Linked DNA regions of Drosophila melanogaster: region 1 is linked to region 2. The links are chromatin contacts, called in public Hi-C maps. All regions are on one chromosome and are shown on one strand. The core of a region is the stretch at or near the end of the contact, and the rest is flanking DNA. Distances in the headings are between cores, read along the strand shown.

The links. Hi-C and Micro-C count contacts between places; a contact is called where the count stands out from the background.
Region 1: a Hi-C map of the Kc167 cell line shows a contact between it and region 2, with 1.6 times the contacts expected there. The contact joins the promoter of CG13813 here to the promoter of kug in region 2. A contact is called at or near these places in 39 of 107 Hi-C or Micro-C datasets (the D17-c3 cell line, the Kc167 cell line, the ML-DmBG3-c2 cell line and 13 more) and 1 of 6 datasets of contacts at active chromatin or transcription factors (the Kc167 cell line).

Annotation. Positions count from the first base shown.
Region 1 is chr3L:20,228,285-20,233,883 of dm6, reverse strand. CG13813 reads right to left here and starts at 2,215. Exons shown (of 2, transcript NM_140938.3): 1 at 1,388-2,215; 2 at 629-1,327. The coding sequence starts at 2,164. The coding sequence ends at 812. Su(var)3-3 (Suppressor of variegation 3-3) reads right to left here. Exons shown (of 4, transcript NM_168835.2): 2 at 5,540-5,599; 3 at 4,929-5,467; 4 at 3,634-4,811. The coding sequence ends at 4,207. CG17233 reads left to right here. Exons shown (of 11, transcript NM_001259912.1): 11 at 1-711. The coding sequence ends at 16.
Region 2 is chr3L:20,002,954-20,007,827 of dm6, reverse strand. kug (kugelei) reads right to left here and starts at 2,527. Exons shown (of 21, transcript NM_001300197.1): 1 at 2,339-2,527. It overlaps CG7668, which reads right to left. Exons shown (of 3, transcript NM_168830.2): 1 at 4,836-4,874; 2 at 3,465-4,525; 3 at 2,994-3,411. The coding sequence ends at 3,279.

The sequences.
Region 1 (5,599 bases), core at 966-3,465, 230 kb before region 2:
GGAGGTCATGCAGTAAAAGCCATTGTTACCAGGACCCATTATCAGTATCAGGAGGTCTCCTGATTGCGTATCCAAGTGCTGGACATTAGGACATTAAACGCCAAGCCCCACGTAATGCTGCAATAAACTCAATGAGTTGTTATTTTATTATATACCAGAAGACACGCAACAGCTTAGTTTTAGTGCAAGACACATATTGTACTGTGTAGGCCTTTAGTTTAAGATAGAGTCTATAGTCTTGGACAATGCAAGTGCATGCCATGTAAATAGCTATACAGATAGCTATAGCCGCGCATTATATCGTACATATATATATATATATATATATCGAACTTAAAGTACTAAATAATAGAGTAGTACTAACCTCATCAAGACGAAGGAATAATATTTCTGTTGCGTTGAAATTGGTTAAGCATTCTGTTTTGCTAAATTTCAAATTAAGATTTATTTGGTAGCATTTCTTAAGAAGATAATTTACCTTAAACACCCGCAAACAATCAAATTGTGTTTTTCTACCGACGTGGTAAGGAAAACATTATCAGCATCAACACTATACATACTTACTAATTGTACATACTTAGTTTAAACTCTAGTTACACAATCCAGTTGCAGACATTTAGTTAACTTTATTTGTTATGCGGATTTTAATTTAAGTTGTGAATTTTTAGAATCTTAGAGTTCCCTGAATAAATATGAAAGAATCACATATGTATACTGGCAGAAGCTTTAGTTTTGCCTCGCTTACACGCAACATATTTACACCTTTAACTTCTATGGGAAATGTTCTATTAATGTTATTATCTATAATACTTTAGCACTGCTCGGAGTCCATTTTGAACAGCGGCTCCGTCATGTTGTATTTTATAAGATCCTCGACGATACCAGTGATTCGCCGCTTGAAAATTGGTAAAGTCCGGGCGTTGAGCATTTCGTATTCTTCAATGAGCTCCTTGTACTTGGGTTCATCAGAGGATGTCGAAATACTTTGGATGGCCTCGGAAACAGTATCGATATCAATCACTTCGTTGGCATTGGAAATGAAAAAGGGTAGCGAAAATGCTCCCATTATCAAGCCGTAAACGCCGTACTGTTGCAATTGCCGATTGAAGACGCTGCGCGGATATATGCCCTCGAGGGAAAGATTGCAGGACTTCAATTTCTGGTCCATCGTGTTGTAGTAAGCATCCATAAAGTCGGGGAAGTGCTCGTCCCGCAATCGTTTCTCCGTGCAGGCAAACAGGTAATGGACTATGTCCAGTACCGGCGGTGCATAGCGAGACATTTGAAAGTCGATCAGCTTGGCCTCCACAGGTTGATCAGAATTAGGCTGGGGAATAGCAATAGTAGCTTATTTAGATAATAACTTAGAACTAGAAGGATTAATTACCTCATGTCTATAGAGAATATTGTTATTCCAGAAGTCACCGTGACAGATAACAGCATGTGGCGCCTGCGCCTTTCCATCCACACAGTAAAGAGCCAAGGATTTCAGCTGGTTTTCACACAATTGCAGGACTTCCTGGACCGCGGCCACTTGGTCGCCATCGGATTCTTTCAGGATGATTCTCGCCTTGCGCAGCTGCGCCTTTCCAAACTCAATTGTGACCTCCTCAATGTCAGATGTAAATAGGTTGTCCTTCTCCACGAACTCCACCAACTGCTTGAACTGCAAGGGATCGGTCTGCTGCAGGATGAAGGAGCACGCATGCAGCTCCGCTAAAGCTTTCAGGGAGCAGACCACGATGTCGTAGGTAGGCATAATACAGCGTGAATTGGGCCGAAATCCACTCTCAGACAGGTCCTCGAATATCAAGAACTCATCGGGAGCTTTCAAGTCATTGGCCTGTAGGGCCGGCGCCACGGTGAAAGTGTTCCGATCTGGAGATAGCGCCCGGAAAACGGGAAACACCTTCTGGTACATGAAGACTTCACGAGCATAGTAGTCCACGACGTGCATATGGGATCTTCGGGCCTCGTTCCTAGGCGCCATTTTGACCACCACGGTGGCTGCGTCCACGATCGTGGGCCAACTCACCCGGAGAACCTGTCCGTAGGCATTCTCCCCAACTCCGGCCATTGGTTGCGAGACCATAGGTATACCATGGCGTTGATACAGCTCCAAAAGGACTCGGGTAACGGCGTATGAAAGCTCGTTATCGCTCATTTTGTTACCTGGCTTGAATCTTCGTCGTTGAATCTATATTTCCAAGTGAACTACTTCAACATTTGTTTCGGCTTTTATAGTTCGTCGGCCGAAAAGCTCCACACTAGTTGCGCTGCATTGAGGGTGGTGCTGATGATAGAAGCCACGTGACCGATTGAATGGTGAATGGTTAAGTGGGCATCCTTATTGCTTCTAAACTAACGAATAGATATTAGAGTTTGTTTTTAAATCGATGGTACTGGGTTTGTATTGCGTGGAATATTCGTAAAACCATCTTTACTAACATCATCGATATCATTGCTTATATGGATTTCTCGATATATAGAAAATATGCGATTTTTATAAACTCATCTTCTTTACAACAGCATAACACTTATTTAATTGAGATCACTATAGTCCATGATTTTTTATATATTCATATGTCTTATATATTTATATTTTTTTATATTTTATTTAAGACCATTTCCAACAATTCGTCAAATTACGTAGCCGATAAAGAGCAACGAACTTAGAAGGGAATTTTTTGTACTGTTTTCCCCAAACGTTTTTGGTAGTTTAATTCAAATCATAACTAAAATGTTTGCAGATTTTACTAGTTGCACCAGTAACTAAGATACATTCAAACTAAAGAGCTTCAATTATTTAGCTTTGAAACTAGGTTTTTCGGTTTCGCTGCAATACTAATATTTACCCCATGATTAATCTATTTGTTTTGTTTGTAAAGCAGCAACATTGCCCAAATCCAGAAGGGTTTGCACAAAATATTTAGGCCAATCGATAGGAACGATAGTGCACTTCTTATTGTGCTCTATTTTCAGCTCTAACGTCAGTAGCTTCGGTCGATGACCCGGCTCAAGGCCATTGCTAATGCGAACATACACTCGCGGCGGACTTACTCGTATATGCAAGCTACTATACAAGTAGTTAGAAAAGAATGCGATTCAGGAAAACAAAAATCAAACTTAACTTTTTGTCATACCATCATACCATACCAAACCAAACCATGCCCACCGCCGAAGCTTTTTGAGTATTACCCGCGAACCGTAAATATCGGCCATTGAACTTGACAATCGTGGTACATGCACGCCCCCAAGAAAGCTCGTGCACGGTATAGCACGATCGGATCTAACCCGTTCTAGCGGCACACATGTACGTATGTATGTATACGTTTACATATATTCACCCCCACCGATCGGCTCTAACCGAGTGCACTTCCGAGCTTTTCGCCCCTGAGACCCACCAATGCTAATTCGTAGAAGTTTGCAAACAGGAGCTTTTAACGGCTAAGGTTAAGCTTTCGTTTCATTGCCATTGAAAGCGAACTTGGGTGGAGGTCGTTGAACTGACACAATTTCGAAAGAAGTTGCCCAACTGCCCGAGACCCAAAACATTACCGTTTTCACTTTTCGATACCCACTAGTTTCGGGGTATAATGAAGTACGAACTGCCTAATAAAAAGTCGAAGGATTAAGCTTACATTATATTTTAAAACTCAATTTATGCCATGATTTGCGTACACATTTTTCTACATCGTATTTTATCAAGATAACAATAAGATATTAAAAAAATTGAAAGTGTTTTTAAGTTGGAAGTAATATGAAATTTGTACTTAAATTAAATTAACCTAATTAAAAATATCGGCGTCAATTTAATTTACTATTTTCAAATTTAATTTACAAAATACTTATTGAAAACAATCTTATAGGCGATAATATACTTAAAAGATATACTCCTCATTGGCGGGTAAGTGGTACGGAAAGTTATGATAGATGATTGCATTTGTTGATCAATTATAGGCGCACAGAGGTTGGTTTACTTTGATCTGAAGGAAACACTGAAGAGGATTTGCTTTGTTGGGTGTTATTGCTTTTTATCTTAATTTATAATTGGTTGAATGAAAGTGGTCTATGCTTAGTTGAATAGTCTTAGGTATTTACAGCGGCCTAGCTTCGTTTTAAACAGCGAGCCCCAGTTGTATGATACAAAACTAAACGCTCTAGGAGTAACTGCTGGGGACCAAATCCATCACGCTAAATACATTGTTACTGTAGCTCCGTAGAGTCGGCAGTGTTTGAGTTTGAATTCTCCTCCGACTTCTTTGACGACGGGGAGGAGTCAGATAGATTGGGCGAGAGGTCGCGCAGCTTGACAACATTTCCCACGGACACCAGATTGGCCGCCTCAGCCACCGAGTAGCCAATGTCCGGCGGTGTTCCCTCTGGATAGCCGAGATAGTAATCCGCAATACGTCCCGCCTCGCGCAATCCGCTCAAGTACGCTCCATGCACAGTGGCCGGATAATTCCGTATCGTATGCTCACCCGCGAAGAATAGCCGTGGCAATCCTTCCGCATCCTTACTGGACGGCGGAATGACCGGCGCCGCCAGCAGATCGTAGTCACTGCCCGAGGAACCAACGGATACGTAGCTGTACGACCCACGGGCCCAGGGATCGCTGCGCCAACGCGTTACCACTGTTTCCTTGGGTTGTGGAACAGAGGTATTCCCGAAGATGTTTTTTAGCACCGACATACAACGCCCGATTATGATGTCATCCGTCACGCTCTCCACCAGATTCGCTGCCATTCCGGCGACTAGAGCGAGCAACACCGGAGATGAGCTTATACTCCAGAACAGAAACATTTCTCCTGCAATTAATACGTTGAACACATTTAATTACCAATACAATTTGGGCTGTTGAAAGTCTTTCCAGGTCTGGTAATGGATGAATAGGATAAGCAAATGCCAAAAGTCACATCACTTACCTCTACTCGCCGTCGTGCTGCCCACGTGTCCGAAGAGATTAGCGTTGGGATCCCAAAAAATGCGATCGAAGCAGAGCACAACCTTATTGAGATTCCCAAATCCCAGCCTTTTGATGGCCTGCTGTTTCCAGTCCGGCAATGGCGGGTCGAACTTGACTGTGTTACTCTGCTGTGACTCCTTATGTGCTACCGCCACTTTGAGGACGCCCAGAGTAAGTGTGCAGACGACAAGGTCTGCCTTGTATGTCATCTGCGAATTGGATGTCTTCAAGTTTTCAGCCACTACTTCCACACCTTTGGTGCCGTACTTTATCTCCTTGACGGCGCTATTGACACGGATGTCCAGGTTTTCAGTAAGAGCTACAGGCACACATGAATAACCGTTCCGCACAGTTGTGTGGTGGCCAATAAACTCGAAGTCATCGTCCTGATCCCAGTGCTTCAACGACAGGTTATTTAGTCGGGTGGCATTAGCAAATTCCAAGTTGGCAAAATGCCAGTCCAAGATCAGGCGGTCGCGGGACGAGAGGTACACATCGCTGAACGAATGGAGTTAATTAGGCCATTTAACGTATTTCAAGCTTTCAAAGACTACTTGAAAGGCTACTTACCTAGGTCGGTTCTGCTCCAGTTCGTGGAGTTTGGCTAACATCTGCTTTTCCTCGGCATGG
Region 2 (4,874 bases), core at 1,278-3,777:
TTCACTTTTAAGGAAACACGAATAGAATTCAATGTAATAGAATGATATGACAATAACCGTTTAGAACATTTAAAAAAAACTGCTGAAGATAAACGGGTGTATGTCATGAAATTCTCATTTTGCACTTGTGTTATCTTTGAACTTTATTCATTAGTAATATTTTAGACACAGCCTACCAATGCCACCATAAATTACTCGAATTCCAAACGAATTATAATGTAATGATGCCCTACATTCTGGATGGTCTTCAAATTGTAAATAATCACAAGGAACGGGAATTTCTCCATATCTTGATATCCATGTAGTTAGGTTGTACGACACAAAGCCCTCTTACTTGACACCTTTGCCAGATAAGAAAAACTAATAAACCAATCGTGTGAAAAGTAAAGCTTCATTTTTCCTATAAAACTGAATAAAAGAAGTGTTTGAAATATTTTTCATAACACGTCGCTTTCAAGTCTCAAATTTATTGTTTACAAATTTAAAGAACCGTGAAGGTAACACTTTTAAAATGAATTTTCACTAGCACAGCAGATCAGCATAATCACTTGACTGAGGGAGCCACTTGTTGGGATGTTGGGAGTGGAAATTACGAGATTTTCGACTTTTCGATTCATGAAAACGTGAAGGTTGCGAAATTGGTGCGGCGCGTAGGTAAATATGAGTAATAAGACCCTAATACACACATATGTATGTACATATGTATAAGGCATGAAAAGAAGTCGAAACGGGTTAGCGAGCACAGGCCATGTGAATCACTGAGTGCTTTCAACTTTAATGTTTATTCAGAAGCAATGTCTGAGAACTCTTCTTAGCTTTTCTGGATTCTCACTCCAAAAATCAGTCCACAAAGTCACACCATTACGAGCACTAACTCCAATTTTTACATAGCAGTGCAGCATTTACATACATACATAGGCGATGCATATGTACATAGCACATCGGTGTACAAAGATAACATGTGTCTCTTTTTCGTGGGCCTAATTTTCCGATAAGGTAAGTAAACAAACACACGCACACACATCACTCCGAATCGCCGTGATAAACTTCGTGCACCTGGCACTGGGTATTTTATTGGCTTAAAACACAGAAATGCACAATTCTCGGTTGATATATCTTTTTGGAAAATGTTTGGTCCACATACAAACGCACTCAGGTACATATGTGTGTATACCTTTGTAATTTAGAGTGGATCCCACAACTTGTCTGGAACTATCTAATATTCGGTGTTTTCGCTGGTTGCTCGGTAACTTCGGGGGCGATCACTTTCATCGGTTTGTATTTTCATTCATCTCTGATTTCCGGAACTCTAGACGCGGATTACACACTCACATTAATTGGCAGCTGCATGTACATATGCACCACTAACTACGATCGCCGATAACTCCGCCCGCTATTGCTCTCTCTTGAAAATGCTAAAATCGATTGCAAGAATCGAATATTGCGAGACTCGATGACAGCACCGATAGTGCGTAGCCGATAATTTCCAGATCGATTATACTGCTAAGCGCGAATTGACACGAATTTAAGCGAGGCCTTTGTCTAATAAATACAAAATTTTCGAACAATACAAAAAAATCGCTTTAATAACCTTTCAACAAGTGGTCAAAACCAATTGTCAAGACTAATTAAATGTTTAAATTATTTGTATGTTCGCCAATAAAAATAAATTCTGAAACAAAATAATTTCCTTCACGAATAACTCTTTATCTTACGTTTTAAAGGGCTGCATTTAAGATAACAACAAAATTTGTAATATGGAGATATTATAAAAAATAATATTTTGGTTTTTGTCGAGTGCAATTTTAAAGAAAGCACTTAACTAATTAAAATGAAGTCCTATTTATTTGGTTCGCCTACAATATTGTTGTTGCTTTGGTTTCTTCTAAAGGAACATATCAAACTGATATGTGAAAAAAGTCTTTAAACTGTATCAAAATTTGGAAACAGCTTTATTTAAATGCTATAGTTTTCATTAAAAACATGGATCCCTGGCAATATATTTGGGTGTCAATTAAGGTTGATGCCCCCTAAAAATATCACAAATCACTAGGACGTATACAAGGAATGGAACCCTTTGGTTTCCCATAATCCTCATTGCAATGGCTTCGCAATTCAAGAAATGTAGCCCAGACCATCGCAGAAGTTTCCTGTGCGGAGGTGTATGTTGTGGTTTATTCCACTGATTTTTGGTTGGATATATTTGGTTTCTCATTATCTGTATCACCACAGGGGGTTATGCAACCCCAATTCACTGTTACACTTATATGTAAAGCAATATTATCGTGGACTATTGGTCAACTCGGACGTATTTGTGGCACACAACACGAATACGTACATATTTCTGCATTTTACAGATAAACATCACTTGCACTGGAAATGCGTATGGGCGCAGATACATTTATCGACTCGCGTATCGTCGCCTAAGCTCGAGTCATATTAACGGAACAACGCGACTTTCGATTGAAACATACTTTCCCTTCTCATTCAATTGCTACCGACGACGCACACCGTTTACTGCGATTTAAAGCAACTTAAACCGCAGTCAATGAGAACAGAAATTCAACTGATTCGACTTTTCGTTTCGAGGTCCTAACGAGTTGGGCCATGTCCTGCGCTTGCAACCTCCAGCTGCAACCTCCAACAGCAACTTCGAGCTCATCCGGACCAGCTTGAGCATGGAGCACCCCTATTTCCCCTTCTGTTATTGAGTCCTTTGACCCTCTCTGGTAAAAATATCCCAGCTTTATTGCGGAGAACATGCATATGTCTGACTTGTTACATGTTTTAGACAAATGTATTTGTTATTGCTAAATATTTTGTGAGGCTAGGAAAATGCTCCACTTCACTGTTAGATGCAATTTGTTGCCTTCTGCAGATTTTTATGTTTTATTTTTTTTTTTTCTATTATGTATTATTATTACTATTTATCAAAATATATTTATATTTTATAGAAACTTGGGCAATTTAATACGGCATTCCTGCGATAAAATCGATTTTATCAAACGCGCCATCTGGTGGGATTTTCATGTAAATTTCCCTCGACCGTAAAATAACAAAGTCGGTATTATTACGATAAAAAAAATACCAAGCGAAGCTAGATTTTACTTGCAAATACAGCATACAGCATTTATAGGACCTTCAAGCCTGTTATCCACTCTTTGGTCGACACTAAAACTTAACATTCTACAATAATTAGGCTGAAAATGAACAGGTAGAAATTATTTTACAACTTTTATTTCCGTGACAATGTTATTTGACAAGCCATTATACTTGGCTCACGGCATTGGTCTGATTAGCATTTTGCACGACTTCAGGGGATATCTATTACCAACATTCCAATTACCCCACCAAATGCCATCGGTCGTGTCCAACTCAACTTTGGAATTCCGATATTTTCCGTTCAAGTTACTGAAAAAGAATTATTTTTCAAAATCATTAAACAAAAACAAGTTCATACATACCAGTTCATTGTACCCCACCATTTCGATGATTCCATTGCAAACGGATTTCCAACAATAATATGGTTTATATGACTGCGAAATGCGTCGCCAGCATTTCCTGAGTATTCGCCAAGGGAAAGCAGTTTGTATTTCTGTTTTTCATCGCCAATAACAAAATTATCATATCTTGCATAAGCACTAGCATTGTCGAAATCGACGAGCTGGATATATAGTTCCATTCGTCGATGTGTCGTCATTTTATGCAATTTTTGTAGGCCAAGCCAGAACTCGCCACCCAAATCCCCACAGCCCGTTATTATATTTGATTCAGTGGCGTTATCGAAACTGCCATCGATTCTACGCTGGATTATCATCCAACCACGACCGGCAGAAGGAATATCCTCGAAAACTGAGGCAAAGGGTTCGAAATCAGGTAGTGTCACCAATTTAATTGAAGGCAACTTGGAAGAGCCCAGTAATACGAATTCATCGTGGTCCTTATTATTAACGTTATACTCAGACAATATCTCTGTCATTTTCACTATCTTTTCGTCCTTCGCCTTTACTGCACCTTCCAATTGCACAATTTTTAGCTTCGACTCGTCAATTTTGAATTCTAGTCTGGCGATTTCCGCCTCTTTTGAGTTCAAAATTTTCTCGATTTCAACAATCTGATCATTCCCCTCTCGAAATTTTCCATTTTCCATATTTAACTCCTTTCGTTCTTTCACAACTTTATCATGCGCTGGAGCACAATTTCCTCCATCGTTCTTCTTAATTGTAATCCTACTCAAGTCGAGATCACTTTGCAAGTCCATAATTTGAGTTTGTAACTTCTGTATGGTCATTTCTTTTGTTTGCGTTACTAAGTCAATCGACAATTGCAGGGTCTTAATAAAATCATCCTTATCCTTGATGCAGTTTTCAAGTATACTGCCCTTCTCCTGTTGGGCCTTCAGATTTATTTCAGCCTCCGCCAACTTTCGGGTGAGTTCCGATATTTTCCTCTCATCTTTTTTCTTATGTTTCAGCATTCCCCGTGCACTTGTGCCCACAAATTCCATTTCCGAATCACTGCTGCTCTGAAAAACGAAAGAGTATACAATATTCGCTGAGAACTATGTGCATGAATTCATGATTACGATCACTATCGGATCTGACTGAGTCTATTCAAAGACACTAGAATCGGAATTTGGGGAAGTACATATAAAGCGAAAAGTTTTTATCAAAGACATTAGAATAATAAAGACATTAGACATTATTATTTTAGTGTCTTTGATTTTTATTTTACTTGTGAATTTATATCAATACACCAAAAGAATTTTCAAATTTCTCACACGTTCTTCTCTATCTATGTAAGTAACGAGAATCGAGAAAAATCTTATTGCTCACCGAATTGTTCTCAGTGCTGGAATCTGGAGAGGATCGCGA